Regions from separate parts of the Mus musculus genome. Here region 1 is linked to region 2. A link is a contact called in public Hi-C data. All regions are on one chromosome and are shown on one strand. Each heading gives the region's core, a stretch centred on a gene start, on an enhancer-like site or on the middle of the called end of the contact. The rest is flanking DNA. Distances are from core to core; before and after follow the strand shown. Region 1 has its middle 34 kb from the start of Gm51779. Region 2 overlaps Washc3 (WASH complex subunit 3).

What was found. Hi-C and Micro-C count contacts between places; a contact is called where the count stands out from the background.
Region 1: a contact with region 2 is called in a Hi-C map of the C3H10T1/2 cell line, with 2.2 times the contacts expected there. The contact joins two enhancer-like sites. A contact is called at or near these places in 1 of 15 datasets of contacts at CTCF or cohesin (the NIH/3T3 cell line), 12 of 484 Hi-C or Micro-C datasets (3T3-L1-derived adipocytes, 8-cell embryo, the C3H10T1/2 cell line and 8 more), 1 of 115 datasets of contacts at active chromatin or transcription factors (bone marrow-derived dendritic cells) and 2 of 9 other capture datasets (adipose tissue and pancreatic islet).

What each region holds. Positions count from the first base shown.
Region 1 is chr10:88,299,719-88,305,106 of GRCm38.p6, forward strand. It overlaps a transcript of Washc3 not described here. Among named protein-coding and RNA genes, the nearest start is that of Gm51779, 34 kb to the right of the region's middle. Within about 2 kb of position 2,828, at least 39 of the 459 cell types and tissues checked have an H3K27ac peak or open chromatin away from gene starts, as enhancers often do. A contact at or near this core is called in the C3H10T1/2 cell line, where this site is marked.
Region 2 is chr10:88,218,249-88,223,628 of GRCm38.p6, forward strand. It overlaps Washc3 (WASH complex subunit 3), which reads left to right. Exons shown (of 7, transcript NM_026070.3): 5 at 1,002-1,112. Among named protein-coding and RNA genes, the nearest start is that of Washc3, 20 kb to the left of the region's middle. Within about 2 kb of position 3,648, at least 20 of the 459 cell types and tissues checked have an H3K27ac peak or open chromatin away from gene starts, as enhancers often do. A contact at or near this core is called in the C3H10T1/2 cell line, where this site is marked.

The DNA of each region.
Region 1 (5,388 bases), core at 1,578-4,077, 81 kb after region 2:
CAGAGAAAGATTTGACAGAATGAATCAAAGATAGGATACACCTAAGTCACACAAGAACAGCACAGGAAGGAGAGGCTTTTTAAGAGCAGAGAGAAAGAGAGAGACAGAGACAGAGAGAAGGATCAGTGGTGTGTGCATGTGACAGTTTTGCCAGGAAAGTTTGACAGAGACAGGTTGCAGAGAGAGCAAGCTAGGCACAGGTTAACAGAGAATGAGCCAGTGAACGAGGAGCCAGAGGATTAGAACACATTGCCAAAGTAGGATGAATCTGGGACAAGCAAGTCAGTGAGAAGCCAAGGAAACCTAGATTGGATTAGTCAGCTTGGAAGATTAGATTGTGCAGCCTAGGCCTAGGGATAGTTAGAACAGAGAAAGAAATAATGCTCTGGTCTCGGCCCAAACCATTCATTAGCACAGCTTGGGTGTGGTTCTCATCTCATGCCATCATCTGAGGAAGTAAAAGTGATGTTTATAGATTTCAAGGCATGTCCCCAACTTCCTTGGCTAGGAGATGAGCTGAAAGATAGGTGCAATATATGGGCTTAGAAAATATTCATCATTCAACTGGGTACCTGGTAAATATGAGCCACCGTGTGAGTGCTGTGAACCAAACCCAGGTCGTCTGCAAGAACAGGGAGTGCTCACACACACACACACACACACACACACACACACCCTCTTGTTATCCTCCCCCTTTCATCAAGAAAAATCCTCTCATTTCTAACTGGCCACAGGCCATGCAGAATAATGTCTGTATTGATCTTTGCTACTGTAATCAATGGGTTCATTGGGAATCAATGGGTGTTGTGTAGGGCTACATGTAGGACTAGACACTAGTAACAAACCAACATATATCTGTCCCTTTCTCTCCTGTCCCTTTTTCACCCTTACTTCTTGGGCTATAAGGATGGTGGATGAGGCTCTATAATCTACTTTCATGTATATATGGGACAGAGCAGGTACCTTGAGTGTGGTAGAACCCCTCGTCCTGAACTGTTCACCTCTATACTCTGTATAAAGAAGAAACAGCCATGCTGGGTTTGACCCTGTCTCAGATAAATGAGATCTTACAGATATAGTGCTCAGGTGTGTGGATTCTGTAGTTAGACTGTCGTAGATTCCACAACTTAGAAGCTCATGGGCTTGGTGACCTTGCCTCACTTCTCCCCTTCTGTAAAGTGGGAGTGCTAAAGACAGCACGATTACCTTCTATGATGACTAGCAATGAGCTAAAGCATAGAATCCTTAAGATATATAAAGCTCAGTATGTAGTGGGTACTCAATACATGTGGACTTTCTTAACAGCATTTATTTAATATATAAAGATATTCCCCAATGGTGCAAGATAAAAGGCTATTCTCCAAAGTCTGATACTTTTTTTAAACTGCTCCAGTAATAGCGATAGTTATAATAGTAATATCCTTTAAAAAATTGAGCTGGAGATATAACTTAGTGCCAGAGCATGTGCTCAGCATGCACAAGGGCTGTACTGGTTGGTCTTTTTGTCAACTTGACATAGGCTAGAAGCATCTGAGGAGAGGGGGGATCTCGGTTAAGAAAGTTCCTCCATCCGATTGGCCAGTGGACAAGCCTTTGGGGCACATCTTTGATGGATGACTGAAATGAATCACTGTGAGAGGTGCTACCTCTGGGCAGGTGTGTCCTAGGTTATATAAGAGTACAGGCTAGACCAGGTGGTGACTCACGAGCCCTCCTAGTACTCCGGAGGCAGAGACAGGTGGATCTCTATGAGTTTGAGACCAGCCCGCTCTACAGAGCTAGTTTCATGACATTCAGGCTATGCAGAGAAACCCTGTCTTGAAACAGACAAACAAACAAACAAAAGATGCAGGCTAAGCAAGTCCTGGGGTGTGGGGGGGAGATATGGCTTCTGCTACAGTTCCTGCCTCCAGGCCCCTTCCTGGGTTTTCTACGCCGAGTTCCCTAGTGTCAGGACACATAAGCTGAAATATACCTTTCCTACCCAAATTGGTTTTGACCAGGCCTTTACACAGCCATAGAAAGCAAACCAGGACAGGGCCATAGGTTTATTCCCTTGTTACCAGTAAATAAATGCAATTTTTTATGTAGCATTTAGTAACTTTACCTGATTAGTTAAGCATTATTATTGTTGCTGCTTTGAAGCCGAGTCCTATTATACAGTTCAGGCTGGCTGGGAACATGCTATGTAGCCCAGAACATGAACTCATAATCCTTCTGCCTCTCAAGCATTAGGCTTACAGGCACATACCACCATGCCTGGAGAGTTAGGTATTATTACTTTTATTTCATGGAGGAGAAAATTGATACTCAGGGAAGTCAAGCCAAGGATTACACAGTTGCTAGGAGACATTGTTGATATTTAAACACAGATCTTTGGCTTCCAAGTCCCCTACATTTGCCACAAGCTTTCATTTGTTCTTCCATGCAAACCACTGCACCATTGGCTGTATCTCCTTACGTCCTGTCATCCGTGTGCGCATTTGTTCTAAAGGACTAGATTTTTCTATTAGGAAAGAGACATAGAAAATGTGCAAGTCTCTACGTAAGAAATGGTGTTTTCTCATTCCTGGCAAAGCCCTGGCAGGATGAGGCCCTTCGTGTGTTTACATAAAATGTTAGTCCTAGAAAATGCTTTAGAAAGCAGACCCAGCTGAGGCTTGGCTGGAGTGTGAGAGGGGAAGAGGAGCCTTTCTCCATCTTGATTGCTGTCTGTCTAGGTCCCCAGGCTTGATTGGGACTGGTATCCAGGCTAAGCCTGAAAGGGGCTCAAACAAGCCTAGCATCTGGGGTGGGGCCCAGCTTGAAGACAGCGCATGTGTTTTGAATTGGCAATTCTTTTAACAGAAGCAATTTGGAACCCAGTCAGGGAAGCTGCTGCTGGGACTGTTACAGCCATTTTCCGTGTCCCCTGAGGGCAGTGCCTCTGAAGGGACTGCAGTTAGATCCTAGGGAGAACTTGACATTCACAAGTGACTTTGAGAACTTTGCTATTAGTGAAGGCTCTGAAGAAAGACGAGGGCATCGCGCACAAGTGTGTGCTGTGTTACCTGCGGTTGGAACCAGAAAGTGAAAATAGGACCCCTTGATATAATAATAGTTCCCAGCAATGACTCCATCATTTGACAACCTAGTCCAAATCTGAGCTTACGGGTTCAGTAACTGGGGCCAAGTTTCTACTCCACTGTGGTTCTCGGTTTCCTCACCCAGAGCGGAGCGACTGAGGTTGAAGTAAAATATACCCCACTTTATGGAAGGTGTTCGGCGGATACTCATTTCATCTTTTTCTTATGAAGCTTTTCCTAGTCTGTGACTCTATGATTCAGCACTTCCTGGAATTCTAAGGCACCAGTAACTTTCCAAGAGTGTAAACTGTCTCCTCTGTCACGTCCAAGTTCTTCCCAGCATCCCTGCGAGAGGAGCGGGGTAGTGACTGGTCAGAGATCCTCAACTGAGCTCGGTGTTCCGCGTCGGCTTCCTCTTCTGCTCCCATTCGGACAAAGATGAAATTGTCCAAACAAGTTGTTTCACAGGGTAGTGGAGCCCTGGTGGGTGTGATGTGATGCTTCACACCCCTCGCTGCTGGTGAAGATTAACATCTGGAATCTCTGGAACACCCAGGACTAGGTCGATTGTAGTACTGGGAGGTTGCACCCTGTTTAAGAACAGGAGTCAGAACCTCGAGCACTGGAAGGGCTGGTACTGAGCAGCCTCACTTGAGAGCCTTGGTCACTTTCTATATACAAAGAAATGATGCTGTTAACTGAATGTTGAAAATCCTCTAAACTCAAAAGTTCTCTGAACCAGCCATGTACAGACTATCTCTGTGGGAACATAGCCTCTGCCTCTGCCTGTGGGCTACCGTCCAATTCCCATTTATACTTTCTTCTGAGGGCAAGCTTTTAAAAGGCTTTTGTGAAGGAGTCTTCCTAAATGGAACCCTTACATTCAGGGAGTATTGGTTGGGAAGACAGGACATACACAGAAAGAAACCAATAGCCTGCTAAGTATTTCCGAAGGACTTGAATGTTAACTCAGTGGTAGAGACTTTGCCTGTATACACAAGACCCTGAGTTAAGTCCCTAGCACCCAAAAGGGGGAAAGTCACTCCATGAGTTAATTGTGTTTAAGTTGGGCTGCCTTCATTAATATGTGCCACATGACAAAGATGATAAAAAGATATGTATGTCCATTTTGCACCAAAGCCCCTTATAGCCTGCCAGATCATTAAAAGCAGCAAAGTTATAGAACATTAAGGGTTTTTTTTAATTTAAACAAATGTATATTCTAAAGACATCTGTCTCTCCCCTGTATGGATAGCAATATGTAGCCCAGGCTAGACTTGAATTCCCCATCTTCCTGCCTTAGCCTTCTGACTGCCAGGTTTAGAGTCGTGCATACCACACCCTGCGCCCTCCTTTTTAATTTATAATAAAAGAATTTATAAAGAAAAAAATAAGGCCTTCCATGGTCAACCACAGCTGGCTCAAAGTGAGCACAAGCCACTGATATGTAGATGAAAAGTCTTGCTTTATGGGATTCCACCCCCCACCTGATCTCTGAGGATAAGGGCAAAAGATTTCTTTTCTGAATTCTGTCCCTTTCTTCCACCACCACCACCACCACCACCACCCATCCAGAAGAAACAGAAATCCAAAAGGGATAGGAGCAAGTTCTCAGTAGCTTTCCATTCAGTTGAGAAAGGATCTGCTCAAGTGCCCCTGGTTGCCACAGCTCCAGCCTGGCCCTTCCTTGCCAAGTCTGGAGTGTGGCAGTCATTATGACAGTCCACTAGCGCCCCCTGTGGTCCATTTCAGGAAACTAGCCATGACCTGTAAATTTGCCGAACCTTTAAACCTTTCTAACAAATCTCAGGATTTCATAATCATAGTTGCAGCTTTGATCCCTGAGGAACAACTGGAAGCCACGTCCCGTGGTTATCTCCTGAGCATACAGGATACTGGAAAGTGCCTCTTCAAAAGCACCCAGCCACATAAAAAAGACAAAGTGTGGAATTAGTTATGAGCATTATTATGTAAGGCAAAGGGGTTGGGAAATGCTGGGTTAAGTAGGATTCAATAAATATTAAATATGAAGGTTCTTTTCTGCTCTTCTTCAGAGCGTCTGACGTGTAGTTTATATCTCTCAAGGGGAAATGATATTTCTCCCATTGCCAGAAGGAAGTGTAAAGAAATTGTCACTCCGGTTTGTAAATGAAGTCCCAGGAAGGTGACAGAGTTCCCTTGGAGGTGGGGGTCATCACTAACACACACACACACACACACACACACACACACACACAGAGGGGGTGAGGAAAAAAGAGGGAGAAGGAGAGGAAGGAGAGGAGGGAGAGAGGGAGAAGAGTGTTCATGCTGCTATAGAACATGG
Region 2 (5,380 bases), core at 2,398-4,897:
TCTAAAGACTTAAGGGTTTTTTGTTTTCTTTTGTTTTTCTGAAACAGGTTTCTCACTGTGTAGCCCTGGCTGTCCTGGAACTTGCTCTGTAGACCAGACTGGCCTTGAACTGAGAGATTGGCCAGCATCTGCCCCCCACCCCCTAGTGCTGCGGTTAAAGTAGTGTGTCACCATGCTCAAATGACCATGAAGAATTTTAAAATATTAATCTGTCTACATTTTAGCATAGATACACTGACATAAAACTAATGGCATCTGTGGAAGAAATTCCTTGTAACAATTGTGCCGATGCCGAGTGAGGGTCACAGAAGCAAGCTTATTCTAATGTTCGGATTGGTAGAAAAGACGAGTATTGTGGTATTGTGTGCTGTGTGAATCTTCGAGTCACACCTAAGCTAGGCCAGGGGGTCCCTGTGCTTGAGTGACTGTACACAGAGCTATGTAGTGTCAGGAGGACCAGTATTAAAAATCTCCATCCCTCAGTATTGGCCACTGACAGCAGCATTGAGTATTTGGCCACTCTGCTGACTTTATTATAACCACTCTGCAACACAAAATGTACATGATCAGACGATCTGGTTTTCTCCAAGAAATCTCTGAGCACTGCCTTCTGAAAACTTAGAATCTCCATATCCACTTAGAAGATAATGGTTAAATAAATGAGGGACAGTAGGGCGGATGGCAGGTACCTAGAAAAGTAATTTGCTGTCCATTAATTGTGCAGCTGACAAGTTGTTTTGCTACTTTCCTGGGGTATCCGCTTACCATGTTTCATAGAAATTCATTGCATCTCAGGAACAATCTGTTATTGATTAAGTTTAATCTATAAGTATAGCTATTTGGGAATGAATATCCTATAATTAAATGATTGTTATTTAAATGTAAAAGTACAATTTTTGAGTATTTATTGCCTCATAATTTTAAAAATGAACATTGATTTTAAGTAGCATGATGGATCCTTTCTGTGAACTGTCTAAAGATTTACATAAAACTCTCTACAGCAGAATAGCACGCAAGACTCTGGAGCACAGGAGAGTGAAGCGCCATCAGAAAATGTCCTGACCGTAGCCAAGGATCCACGGTATGCCAGATACCTCAAGATGGTTCAAGTGGTAAGCGAATTCTGTCTGTCTTCTCTGTCTGCCCTAGGGATTTCACTGTATCTTTTCTAGTCTAAGAAAACTGCTAACCAGAAAGACCAAGTTTTCAAGTCTCTTGCATCTTTCCTACTTCATAATGCATTCCTTAAAAGAAACCAGAAGTCCAGCCTTTCCCATTAAAATTAATTACACTTGTAGTTGATGGGGGTTCACATCGTTCAGTGTAGATCTGCACCATTATTGTTATTATTGTATTTGAAATCTTGGCTGTATAAAAAAAAATGAAAGAGAGCTGTTGGTTTGGTAAACTGAGTTTGCTTTCCATATGCCAGTGTAAATATGGTTTTAAAGTATATTTTATTTTGCTGTTCATCTATCAGTAATTTGGTTTCTAAAAAAAAGAACACAGCACACTTGGCTACATAAGAAAATAATTTTAATATATACCTTTAGGGTTTATGTTTTTCTAAGAAATTATGCGTGGCATGATGTAGAAAATGTTTGCGGTTGTCTGTAGCAGAAGTAAATTTACTCCCATGCTTATAGAAAGCCCTACTGCATGTAATTGGAAAGAGCTAACTGGATTATTATTTTTCTGCTAATCAAAAATATTCATGGGAAAAGGAAAATGAATGCTTTTATAGCATTTTGTTATCAGGCAACAAAGTGCTGAAGTCTAAAAAGTAAATTTGTTTCCTAGTCAGTAGCATTGTGACTTGAAGGCCAATACTGCTGGCCTACAGCAGAGAGGTCTGACTGGGGTGTTGAGGTTGAGGTCCATGATTTCTTCTCAGTGTGGCTTTGGATGGTGCGTTGACAGTCTGTGCCTTGGCCCCTAGGCTTGGGGAGTAAGGTGGACTTGGGGGTAAGAATGTGTAAATTTTTAATAAGAGCAAGGACAATGTCAGCTTGAGTATGAGTAATGATGGATCCAAGTTCAAAGCCAAAACCCAGGAAAGACTACACCTGAGAGAGAAATTCTTAAAACTGTACAGCTCTCAAGATAAGAAAGAAAAACCTTCAGAAATGACAATGAAAGCTCTTTCTGTTGGTGTGTTCTGACCTAATCAGTATAAGAAATGAGAAAGTGGACTGGAATTTTCTGAAACCTCTCACAAAAACGCCGTATTTAGTGCTGGGTAGCAGTGCTCTGTACCCGTGGCACCGCCTTCCACAATTGCAGTTAAGCAGTCAGCTGTGATCCAGAGATATGAAATGGAGAATCGCATAAAGAAACAGTGCACACAGCTTGTTATTTGCTGTCCTGAGGCTTTCTCTCTGGAGAGTGTCCTCCCCTGCCCATTGTCTCCACACTGTGTTAGTCATCACAGTTATACGACTGGGACTACAGTGCCCGGAAGTAGGGTCAGTCGTCCCCCCCCCCCCCCCGGTATCTACCTGGAGAGTCTCAAAGCTCCTGCAGACGAGGTGCACCACTGCCCCCGCCCAGTTATGGCACAGATGTGTACTAAACACGTCCGAGCTCACATTAGCTAGCCAACTAACATTCCCAAAGCTTATTTCAGTTCTGATTTTTGTCATTAATTACATAAAGTAAGGCCTTCAGGGCAGATCCTCTCTGAGTCTCCGGCTTGCTACTTTCTAGTACCAGTCCTCATTCTCTGCCCCGGCTCACCCGGCAGGTGTGTGCTCAGCCTCGTGTCTGCAGGTCTCTGTGATGCTCCATGGACAAGTGGGCAGTCAGTCAGCGACTTGGGGTTCCTCACAGCAGCTACTCCCTATCTGAAACACTTTTTCCCAAGTGGCTTCACCATTTCCTTCGGCTCTTCATTCAAAATAGTCCTTCTAAGTGACGCCTTCCTTAGTCAGCCTAGGTTAAGGGACCGTGTCCTCTGGCCTTGTTTCAGAATGAGGTACAGATTCATGACTCCACCCCACAGAATCAGAATCTCTCCATGTGGAAATCAGAGCCAGACTATATGTGTTTTCAAAATGGTCTCTAACTTAAAAAACATCTTATAATTTTTTTATTTAAGTGAATGTTTTGTTAAGAAAGCATAACTTGCTAGAATTACTTAACTCTAGACCGTATTTTTTGTTTCTGGGCCTGAACATCAGCAGTGGTCCAGTTTGCTCTGTCTCATACTTTTTCTGTTGAAACCAGGTTTCCTTGTTTTAAGTTCTGGCCTCCCCCTAGCCTTCTGTCCAGGTGTTGCTGTGTCATAAGTGCTCCAGCCTTGTGGGGCTGCTGCTCACTCGTGGTGTCCCCCACTGGGACGCACGCACTTGGCCTTTATCGGTTACCCTAGCTCATCAATCATCCTCTCTTGTCTCTGCTTTTAATTTCCAAGCGTTGTGGTTCTTGCATGCCTCTTAGTCACTGAAGTGGGAGCTTGTTTTCTAACTGTTTGGGGGTGGTTTTCAAGAAGAAAGGGAGAAACAATATCTTTGCCTTGCCATCCCCAAACTGGAAGTTCATCCAAGTTAAATTGAATTTTATTGTTTTTAGTTCATTGTGCCAACCTGTATCCCAGACTCTTATTACCCAGCTTTTATTTCCTACTGCTCCTTGTTCTGCATTCCATTCTTCATTCAAACCAAACCACAAATCCTTCCTCGCTGCAGCGCAGAGCTTTCCCAGCTCTGAGCCTAGGCTCTGCTTCTCTCCATTGCTTTGCGTTCAGAGTCTCCTCATCCCACATCCTGGCTTTCATGAGGCCGGAACAACAGTATCTCCCTCCCTGAGCTAGTCGGCCATGTTTTCTGTATTCACTATGGAAATTGTTATTTCATACTCTTTTCTATGACTGTATATAATACTGTCATTAATTACTTAAAAACAGTTCTATTGCCCTCTCTCACTTGCTCTCTTGCTCTGTCTGTCTGTCTGTCTATCTCTCTCTCTCTCTCTCTCTCTCTCTCTCTCTCTATCATTTTTCCTAATCATACAGCCTGCCATCTCACCAGATAACAAAATGAAAAGTTCTTAACATGCCTATGAGGTAGATAGATCCTCTGTAAGTTATCTGCCCTATTAGTATTCTAGTACATATATAATTTATAGGTATATTATTATTTATAGATTATTATTATTATATCACCAGTCAAAGGGGAAACTGTCTGAGGAAAAACAGCCATAGGTAATCTTTATATTCACTTTAGCACCAGTGCTGGTTAATTCTTTTGTCAAAGTGATACAAGCTGGGGTCATCTAGGAAAAGGACTCTCAACTGAGAAAATGCAGTCATTGGATTGGCTTGCAGCAAGTCTGTCAGACATTTCCTTGATTAATGGTAGAGGTGGCAGGGCCGAGCCCAGCCCACTGGTGGGACCACCCCTGGGCAAGTAGTCCCAGGTTCTACAGAGAGCAGGCTGAGCAGCCTGTGATAAGCAAGTTGATAAGCAGCCATCACACACAAACACACCCCCTCACCCCCCTCGCCCCCCATGGCTTCTGTTTCAGTTCCTGCCTTCAGTTTCTGCGTTGACTTCCATAAGTGATAGACTGTGAGCTGAGAGTTGTAAGCTGAAATAAACTCTTTCCTCCCCAGGCTGCTTTGGGTCATGGTCTTAATCACAGTGATTACAGCCCCAAGTGTGACAGCACTTTAACGGCACTCAGTCTAAAGAGACAGTGCTGAGTGTTTTTAACCACGGCATGTTGCTGCCTGCCTGTTCTCTGCTCTAGCTATAGTCATATAGGAATGAATAATTAGCTCCGGTTTCTTCAAGTTGTTGGTTTTAAATGCTTTATAGGACCAAGGCAGGAGGTGCCTCCTAATGTTGACACTAATTTTTCAAGTCCAGTTATTAACCTCTAAATAAGCACTTTTTGTGTTTCTTGCATTCGTTGTGAGCAGCTGTCGAAATCAGAATGGAGGAGCATGATGACATCACCACCTGCTTTAGAAAATGCCAGGCAGAAGTTGTTAGAGACTATGACAACTATTCGCTTAGTTTGTCAGTGACAGGAGAAGAATCTAAAAGGTCTTGTGATCCAGGGTGATGAGATACCTGTTTTCTCTTACTCTCTACTCCATTGTATGCTCTCCTCAGGAGACTTAGCTCCTTCAGTGTGGAAATGAGCAAAGTTGAGTGGGATATGGATGAGATGATAAGCATACTTTATTTACTGCTGTGGTGGTTGGAATAGCCATGACCCCCATGGATATATGTGTGTTTGAAAAGCTTGACTCATAGGGATCAGTACTAGTAGGATGTGTGGCCTTGTTGGAGTAGGTGTGGTCTTGTGGAAGGACGTGTGTCTGTCTCCGTGGGGGCAGGCTTTGAGGTCTCAGATGCTCAAGCTATACAGTGTG